Regions from separate parts of the Mus musculus genome. Here all the other regions are linked to region 3. The links are chromatin contacts, called in public HiChIP or PLAC-seq maps. All regions are on one chromosome and are shown on one strand. Each heading gives the region's core, a stretch centred on a gene start, on an enhancer-like site or on the middle of the called end of the contact. The rest is flanking DNA. Distances are from core to core; before and after follow the strand shown.

The links. HiChIP or PLAC-seq counts read pairs in DNA pulled down with a chosen protein or histone mark.
Region 1: a contact with region 3 is called in a FOXA1 HiChIP or PLAC-seq map of pancreatic cancer cells. The contact joins two enhancer-like sites. A contact is called at or near these places in 1 of 15 datasets of contacts at CTCF or cohesin (the NIH/3T3 cell line), 1 of 484 Hi-C or Micro-C datasets (pro-B cells) and 2 of 115 datasets of contacts at active chromatin or transcription factors (embryonic stem cells and pancreatic cancer cells).
Region 2: a contact with region 3 is called in an HNF4G HiChIP or PLAC-seq map of pancreatic cancer cells. The contact joins the promoter of Tjap1 here to the enhancer-like site in region 3. A contact is called at or near these places in 2 of 39 promoter capture datasets (the C10 cell line and pre-B cells), 1 of 15 datasets of contacts at CTCF or cohesin (the NIH/3T3 cell line) and 2 of 115 datasets of contacts at active chromatin or transcription factors (embryonic stem cells and pancreatic cancer cells).

What each region holds. Positions count from the first base shown.
Region 1 is chr17:46,264,727-46,267,426 of GRCm38.p6, forward strand. Tjap1 (tight junction associated protein 1) reads right to left here. Exons shown (of 10, transcript NM_001252474.1): 3 at 157-252. Among named protein-coding and RNA genes, the nearest start is that of Lrrc73, 12 kb to the left of the region's middle. Within about 2 kb of position 1,310, at least 119 of the 459 cell types and tissues checked have an H3K27ac peak or open chromatin away from gene starts, as enhancers often do. A contact at or near this core is called in the NIH/3T3 cell line and pancreatic cancer cells, where this site is marked.
Region 2 is chr17:46,281,608-46,284,307 of GRCm38.p6, forward strand. It overlaps Tjap1 (tight junction associated protein 1), which reads right to left and starts at 1,419. Exons shown (of 10, transcript NM_001252474.1): 1 at 1,353-1,419; 2 at 739-832.
Region 3 is chr17:45,750,851-45,753,550 of GRCm38.p6, forward strand. All of the region lies in intron 2 of F630040K05Rik (RIKEN cDNA F630040K05 gene), which reads left to right. Among named protein-coding and RNA genes, the nearest start is that of F630040K05Rik, 18 kb to the left of the region's middle. Within about 2 kb of position 1,396, at least 134 of the 459 cell types and tissues checked have an H3K27ac peak or open chromatin away from gene starts, as enhancers often do. A contact at or near this core is called in the NIH/3T3 cell line and pancreatic cancer cells, where this site is marked.

The sequences.
Region 1 (2,700 bases), core at 60-2,559, 510 kb after region 3:
AGTGCTCTCTGGACACTGCCAACAAAGGCCAAGCCCCTTTGGCCACACCTCCTTTCTGTGCTGGCTCCCACTGGAAGAGAGCACCTATATGGCTGCTCACCTACCAGCCTCCCAGAAGAGAACAAAGTATAGAATGCAGGCCTCATCGGGACATACCGTCTGTTCGCTGGCAGCTCTCTGTTCTGCTCTCCTGGAATCAGCCTTCGGCTCTCCACATCCCACGGCCCCTCTACTTCCTCTAGCCAAGAGCTCCTGAAACCAGAGAAGGGGAGAAAGTGGAAACCCGGTGTCAGCTGCCTGCCTGTCCAGTCTGGGACCTGAAGGCTCCCAGAAAACAGTAAGCAAAGAGACCACAGCACAGTGGGTCTTAGGAGCAAGCGACAGAGGTAGGAAGATCAATAGTCTGAGAGTAGCCTGCTTTATGAAGTGAAATCAACTCAAAAAGGAAACCAGCTAGCATTAACGAGTACCTGGCTTCCCCTAACAACGCCTGCGTGTTTATGTATGTACTTCGTACGCTGCCTCCGCTCAGCACATACCCTGCTCTGGAATAGGCCGGTACTGGTCTGTGTCCCATTCACTCCTAGGCTTCTCAGAGTCTACAGAGAGCTGGGAATCCTGGGGAATGCAGACTACAAATGAGACTACAAAGGGCCTGGCAAAGGAGCAAGATGACGATGGTACGGCAGACCCCCTAGCAATGACTAAATGAGCCCAGAGACCATTTCTGTGTACCACAGTGTACAATAAACTTGCCAATGAGCGAAGGCAGACCCGAGAAACAAAATCCAAACCTCAGCAGTTCAGAGCAGTGATTCTCAACCAGGGTGAGTTTACCCCCTGCTTCTCCCAGGGTTAACAGGCAAATGTCTAGAGACATTTTTAATTTTCACAATCTGCAGATGGGGAGGTACTACCGGTGAGTCAAAGTCAGAATATCGACTAAACCTACCACACACAGGGCAGCCAGCATACCGGAGGTGGCAAGGCAAAGGTCACCAGCCCTGAGGCCGAGAACCGCTAGTCTATAAACCGTAACTGTGGGGGGCTGGCAAGAAGGCTCAGTAGGTAACGATGCTTGCTGCAAAGCCTGATGACCTCCACAAGCACACTGTGCTTAAGTAAGTACCGACACACGCTCAAAAGAGAAAACATTTAACCCCGAGCCCGGGGAGCTGAGGCCCAAGGCTGCTCCAGCATCTCCAAGCGCTTGGATAACGTGCTCCCCACTGCCAAAGCCTGCTCTACACACACCACTGCCAATGGCTGGGCCAAGTGAGCTGCCAAGTCCCCTCAGCTTCCCGGGATTGAGGCGTACCTGTAATAAGCTGGGCTGCCGCATGGGGGCAGCAGCCGCCAGTGATCAGTGCAAACAGTAACCCTAGGTGGCTTTCTGAGCATTTAAAAAAAAAAAATACAAACCTCTTCCTACCCCCATCAACCCAAACAGAGCTACAGAGCTGGGGGCTGAAGGCGGTCTTGCGGGCTAAAGCATGTGTTCCTACTGTTGGGACATGCCCTGGCCATGACTCCTGTCACATTCCAGCAGGCCTGGGGCAGCAGGGTGGGGGCAGAGGAGGGCGGGGAAGCAGGAGTAGGACTCTCCTCTCTAAGGTTCCTGGCCTGGATTTGGGGGAGAGCTTGTAATAGTGAAGCACGAGCCACCAGCCTCCGCCCCGTTGACAGGAGGCAGAACGTGTCCCCACAGGGCACAAGCAGCATGCTGTCAGGCTGACTCCCTGCACAGGAATCTGGGAGGGCCAGAAAGGACACCACATTCCTGGGGTGAGAGAACAAACAACATACAACCACAGGGGCTGTCCTCCAGAGGGCCTCGCCCCAGTAGGTGCTCAACCTGGAGTAGGGATCTAACCACAGAGACTCCTGTGGCCTGAGGGAGGGGACCTAGAAAAGTCCCAGAGCACTGTAGGTTAACCAGGGCCTAACATTTGAAGGTGTGGATGTGTGGGTGTGTATGCCTGGGAAACCAGGTAGGACCAAGGCCGTTGACTAAAGAGGAGCCAGGCAAAGCTTCTAGAAACTGATGGGAGCTTCCAGGAGCTGGCCTTCTCCCCACAGGGCCAGCTCTCGATGGCACTTTTTGTTTGTCTGTTCCAGAAGGCAGAGGAACCCTTCACTTGGCAGGCTCCCTGGTGTGATTTGCCACCTTAGCCTGTTTTACTTACCTACCCAACTCCTGCCAAGGCTCGCATTCTCTTCTAGGGACCAGGGCACTTGTGACAACAGTGGACAGGCAGGGCGGACTGAGACACTTTCAGGGTAATTCTATATGTGGGCAGACATGCCTCACTGAGGTGCCATATCCTATAGCTTGCCCTGCCGTGACGGTAAGTCAGGGCTGCAACTATGAGCACATTTTTTCTTCTCTGAGGCTAGAGGCAATCAAACAGATGTCTGGGTTGGGGGATGGTGTGGGTGTGGCGAGGACACAAAGAGCAGATGAGACTCTAAGGATGGAGGTGGGGTGAAAGGTTACTTCTAGCAGTGTCACGAGGGGAGAAACATTCCTGACTAGAGAAGCAGGGGTGATCCACTGAGAACACTGAGAACCTACTGGGTTCCCCAACCCCACACCTCGAGGCAGATCTGTGCCACTCCCTGTCCCAGGTCCATAAATATCAGGGCATGTTGGGACACCTGAACCTCTGCTTCCATTTCCACAATCTACTGACTTCCCTG
Region 2 (2,700 bases), core at 169-2,668, 530 kb after region 3:
ACTTTCCCCAGGTCACACTGACCCCTGCCCATGGAAGCTCATCTGAGTCCTAGCCCGACTTTCCCTCACCTGGGACACAGCTCCCCCAGGCCACAACCAAGGAACACCAATAACATCTTCTTACCAAAAAGGAAAAAAAAATGCCAAAGCAGACATGCACCAGGAGTGAATTCGGGAGCTGCTCATAGAAATGACCTAAACGTCGGTGAACCCCATCAGAAAGTTGATTGTGACTCCCCATCGTCTGCCACCCACCGCAGGTCTACTACTTCCAGGCAGAATGGCACATTTGACAACTTGAGGGGGAAAATGGAAGAAGACATGGTAACACAAACAGGGAGCTGCTTTGTGACAAGAATCCGCCAGAATACTTTCAGCTCACTCTGCATAGAGAGTTCCAGGCCAGGAAGAGCTACCCTGTGAGACCCTATCTCAAAAAACAATAAACAAAACAATTAAGAAAGGAAGACTATTTTTAGTGGACCGTCTACTTGCCCAGAGTTGTTTATACAGCTGAAGGCAAGCAACACTCAACTCTACACCAGCTCCCACAAGGTAGCCAGCAGTCTTACCAAACACCAACTAAAGATCACAGTCAAAACAAAAAACAAAAAAACAAAAAACAAAAACCTCTGTAGAAGAGCAAGCAAACTTCTCGGATTAACTGATTCACCAAATCCATGGATCCTCTCCCAGGGAGATTATCGCTCAAAACCCTGCCTCTGCAAACCATCTTACCCGCTCTGGGGTTGGGCTGGGGCAAGTTGCTACCTCTTCTTTCCAAGCAGGCAATGTGATTTCTTCCAGTCCCTGGGGCCCTTGGGTCTTCAAGCTGAAATGGGGGCAGACGTTGCTATAGGGGCTATGGGTAAGGCTAATCTAAGCCTGGAAGAGGGTCACACGACTGGCTTCGGTCCCCTCCTTGGGAGACCCGCCCTGCACGCTCCACATCTCACTCCTACCCCTTCCCGACTACGAGAGCCATCTCCCCTCCCACCGGCCTGGGGGAGTCAGGCCTCTGCCTCGCGCTCCAGGCTTCCTTACTCTGAGAGAAGTAACTTTTTCAATCCGTGAGCGATTGCTCCTCCAGAAGCCGAACCACACCTATTTCTGGCTACCCCCCACCCCCGCCCCATCTCCTCCCCTAGGGCTGCCACCAAATTCCAGGCTCCCTCCCCTCCGCCCCCATCGGCATTTTTTTTTCTTTCCGCCTCCAACCCTCCTCCATCCTGGCATCCTAGTTCTCCACCTCGGAGCTGTTCCCTCCCTCCATCTCTACTCCATGCTAGAGTTCCGCAAACCCCCTCAACTCTCGCCACCCAGCGCGACTACTCAAAAATCCCACAACAAACTTTCTGCCGGGGCCTCTCCTTCAGGCAGCCATCTTGCCGCGGGGCAGGCCGGGTAGGGGCCTGGACCGCGGGAATCCCCACGCACCGGGCGCCGTGCGTCATCGGAGGGGCGGGCCTGGGGGCGGGGCCTCGGGGTAAAGCGTTAGGACTCCTGGTGATGCTGGGAAAGTGGGAATCTCCTCCTTTGCAGACCTGGTAAGGGAAGAAGGAAGTCGGTGTTGGAAGTAGGACTCAACAGTGAGAAAGGGGAAAAGGCTGGTACTGTGGGAAAAAATAGAGAACAACGCTTAAAAAATACAAGATGCTTCGTATACAAAGAAAAATACCAACACACCCCTCCACGTACCCCGACTCTCATTGCCACTCCCACCCATCAGGCCTCATTGGCTGGCCTTGGAATGTGAACTCACTTTGTACCTTGAACTCACAGAGAGCCTCTGGCTTCTGACTTCAGGGTGCCACACAAGGCAAAGGAAAATGCCAGCTTTTCATCTCAACGGAAGATAACGCACGACCCAGTCTCTACCACCCTTTTCAACCGTGCTTCCCACCTCTCCCAAAAGTCTTCAGGTTCTTAAATTGTCTTGTGTTATCAGAAAATCAAGCCTTGAGATCTGCAATCCAGTTCCTCCACTCAGGAGGTCAATTTTATACTGTTTTTGGAGGGAGGGGAGAGTCAGCCCAGGCTGACTTCAAATTCATTATGTAGCCCAGGCAAGCATCGAGACGCACCTGGTATTACGGGTATTAGACGGTAGGCCCAGTTTTCAGTTGCCATTCTTAAACTGTCAACGCTTCCAAAAAGCCTTCTCTTTGAAGCTCCTTTTACTAGACGGCTCTAACTAGTTACACCGAACTTTATAACAGATATCCTGTACCATAATTATTTATGAGTTTACTTTATGTGTATGTGCCCACGTCTCTGTATGTGCATGCAGGAGCCTGTAGAGGTCAGAAAAGGGTATGGCATCACCGGGAAATGGAGTTATAGGCAGTTGTGAACCACCATGTAGGTGCTGGGAGCTGACCTTGGGTCCTCTGCAAGGGCAGCAGATGCTCTTCACGGCTGAGCACCTCTCCGGTTCCAGAGTTGTTGTTTTACTTGCTGCGTCCCTTTGCCCTAACGTCTCTTCAAGTCAAAGAGCACGTGTGGATGTCCCATAGCAGGTGCACAGCCCACAACAGTGGTTAGGCAGCAGGTTTTCCTGGGGCCTGCTAAGCATGTTGAGGCTTCCGGCTTTCTGTTTCCTGTGGCTGGAATGTTCTCCTTCTAGGGAGTCACCAACAGGTGTGTCCTTGTTCAAATGATCACGTCTGTGGTCATTCAGGATCCCAGTCACACACACAC
Region 3 (2,700 bases), core at 146-2,645:
ATGTTTGGTTTACATAAGATGCATGTTCTCACTCATGTGCTTGAACCCTGGAGGTAAGCACTCCTGGGGTAATGCAATGGTTAAGCGCTGGGAGGATCCCAGTCTTGTCTCTTATTGATCTACTAGCTTTCCACTTCCAAGGTCATCACAGTTCCCAGATGGCTTCTGGCACTCTAGCCAGCATGAAGGACAAAGACATCCTGAAATAGGAGCTCTCCCTTCTCTTTATAGGAACTTCCTGGAAGTTGTATTTACTTCTTTGTAGGAGAAACAGCAGGCCTCACTGACAAGGTGGTGGCTGCTTCTGCATAAAGTCAGGTGCTGCGCAGCCTCCCAGGTAACTTCAGCATGAGGGCCAAACTGAAGTCTGCCTGAGAGCCTAGAGAGTGGTGACACAGACAATGACAGCCAATGGGGAACTGCCACTTGGAGGACTCACTTGCTTGGTACCAATGGGATGATGGTGGAGGGTCTAAAGGGCGCTCCCTGGGAATTAATAAAGGTGCTTGATACTGCGATCTCACCTGCTCCCCACTCCCAGAGTCTGATCCAAGCTGCCTCATCCCCAACCCCCAAGGGCAAGTATGGTTGGGCAGTCCAGGGTGCAAAGCAACATTTCTTATATCCCATTGATTAGAATTCAGTCATCCAGCCAAACCTAGCTGCAAGGGAAGCTGGGAGGATGTAGTTTTGATCTTATGTGCATCTGGCTAAAAAAAAAAAAAAAAAAAAAAAAGATGAGGTTCCTCATCTTTCTTCTTCCTCTTCCTCTTCTTTCTTCTTCTCTTTATGTATATAAGTACATTGTACCTGTTTTTGGATACACCAGAAGAGGACATCCTATCCCACTACAGATAGTTTAGAGTCACCATGGTTGCTGGGAATTGAACTCAGGACCTCTGGAAGAACAGACAGTGCTCTTAATCACTGAACCATCTTTCCAGCCCATCCATCTTCCTGTTTTTAACAACATTGATTTTTCTCCCTTCTCCAAGGTCTTGGTTTTCCTGATACTTAGTGTTTACTGCCAGAATTGTGAATGGCAGCCATGTAAAGATAGGTACGTCTACCCTTATCTCATGGTAGACTGATAAATAATAAATAATTATTAATTAACTGACCTTTTTACAGTTGGGCCAGTTGAACTCCAGAGAGGTTGGGTAATTTTCCTTAGAGCACACAGCTGGGCTGGGAGCCCAGTACCTGTCCTCCCCTTTTACTGGTGCCCACTGTAGGGGTGGATGTGCTGGACCCTCATTGGGTTGGACAGGAAGAACTGGAATGGCCTGAGCCCTAGGAGGGGGTGTGTCTGGAAGCCGAGGGCAGGCAGGGGTGTGGCCTTAGGCACAGGTGTCTTCTCAGCACTTACTCAGTGCATGGTCAGCGACACGTCTGAACAGGGCACTGACGGGTTTGGGGATTTCTGCTGGCGCCAGATGCTGGCCACTGTAGCCACATCCTCAGACGCCACATTTCCCCAGATGAATGTCCGAGACCTAGTGGTGAGGGAAGGCAGATATACGGGACAGCTTGGCTCACTTTCCCTGTCTCCCTCCAAGCCACCCTGGTGATACTCACTGCCCCCTCTGAGTGTGTGTGTCCATGTGTATGTGTCCATGTGTGTGTCTGTGTGTCCATGTATGTGTCTGTGTCCGTGTCCGTGTCCGTGTGTGTGTGTGTGTGTGTGTGTGTGAGAGAGAGAGAGAGAGAGAGAGAGAGAGAGAGAGAGAGAGAGAGAGAGAGAACGCTCTTTGTCTTCGCTTCATGAATGTGCAAGCAGGGCATCAAGTCCCTGCTAGGCTGCTTGGTGGGGAAGTGGAGAGACTGCAAACGGTTGAGAGAAAAAGTCTAGACGCTAGGCCTGAGGAAGCCCATCTGGGCTATGCCTCTACCTCCGGGTAGGACTGTCCTTGCTGACCCCCGATATAAGGTCATTGCCCTGGCCTGGTGTGGAGAAACTCTGCGCGTAAGTGTGGTTACTGCAGCTTACATTACTGTGGTTAGTGATGTGGGTCTCTGGCCAAAGAGGAAGAGCTCAGGAGCTGTGTGAGTCACAGCTGGCGGACTACAGCGGGGTGTGTTGGGGACAGTCCTGAGACGCAGATGTGACCTCTGCCCTCGGGAGGTCTGGCCAGATGTAGACAATGAACAGAAAGCACTGTTTGAGGCTGGAGGCCCTCCCCTCCTCGAGAAAAGACCTTCCTGGTTAACTGTGATGAAATTTCTCTGGGATTGATCTGCAGTTCTGGCAAGATGGGCAGATCCGGCCAGGTCTGGGCAAGGAGCACCTGCGAATGCTGTACCAGGGACGGGACATGGCAGAACGCTACGCTGCTGTTAGAGTCTTTACCCACTCAGCAAGTGTGCCAGGTGCTCAGGGAAGACTGGCATCAAGCAATTTGCACAAATAAAAACCATTACAAACTGTAATGTGCTGGGAAGGAGAACCCCAAGTGGGTTCTGGGAAACTCACCAGGAACTTGGATTACCTGAGGTTGGACCTTATATTGAAGCTGACCTCCTGCCTAGCTGGGCTCTCTCTCTTTCTCTCTCTCTCTCTCTCTCTCTCTCTCTCTCTCTCTCTCTCTCACACACACACACAAACACACATGAACACACACATACACACAAATACTCACACACTCACCCTCACAGATACACACACCCACACACACTTACTCATACATGTACACACACACA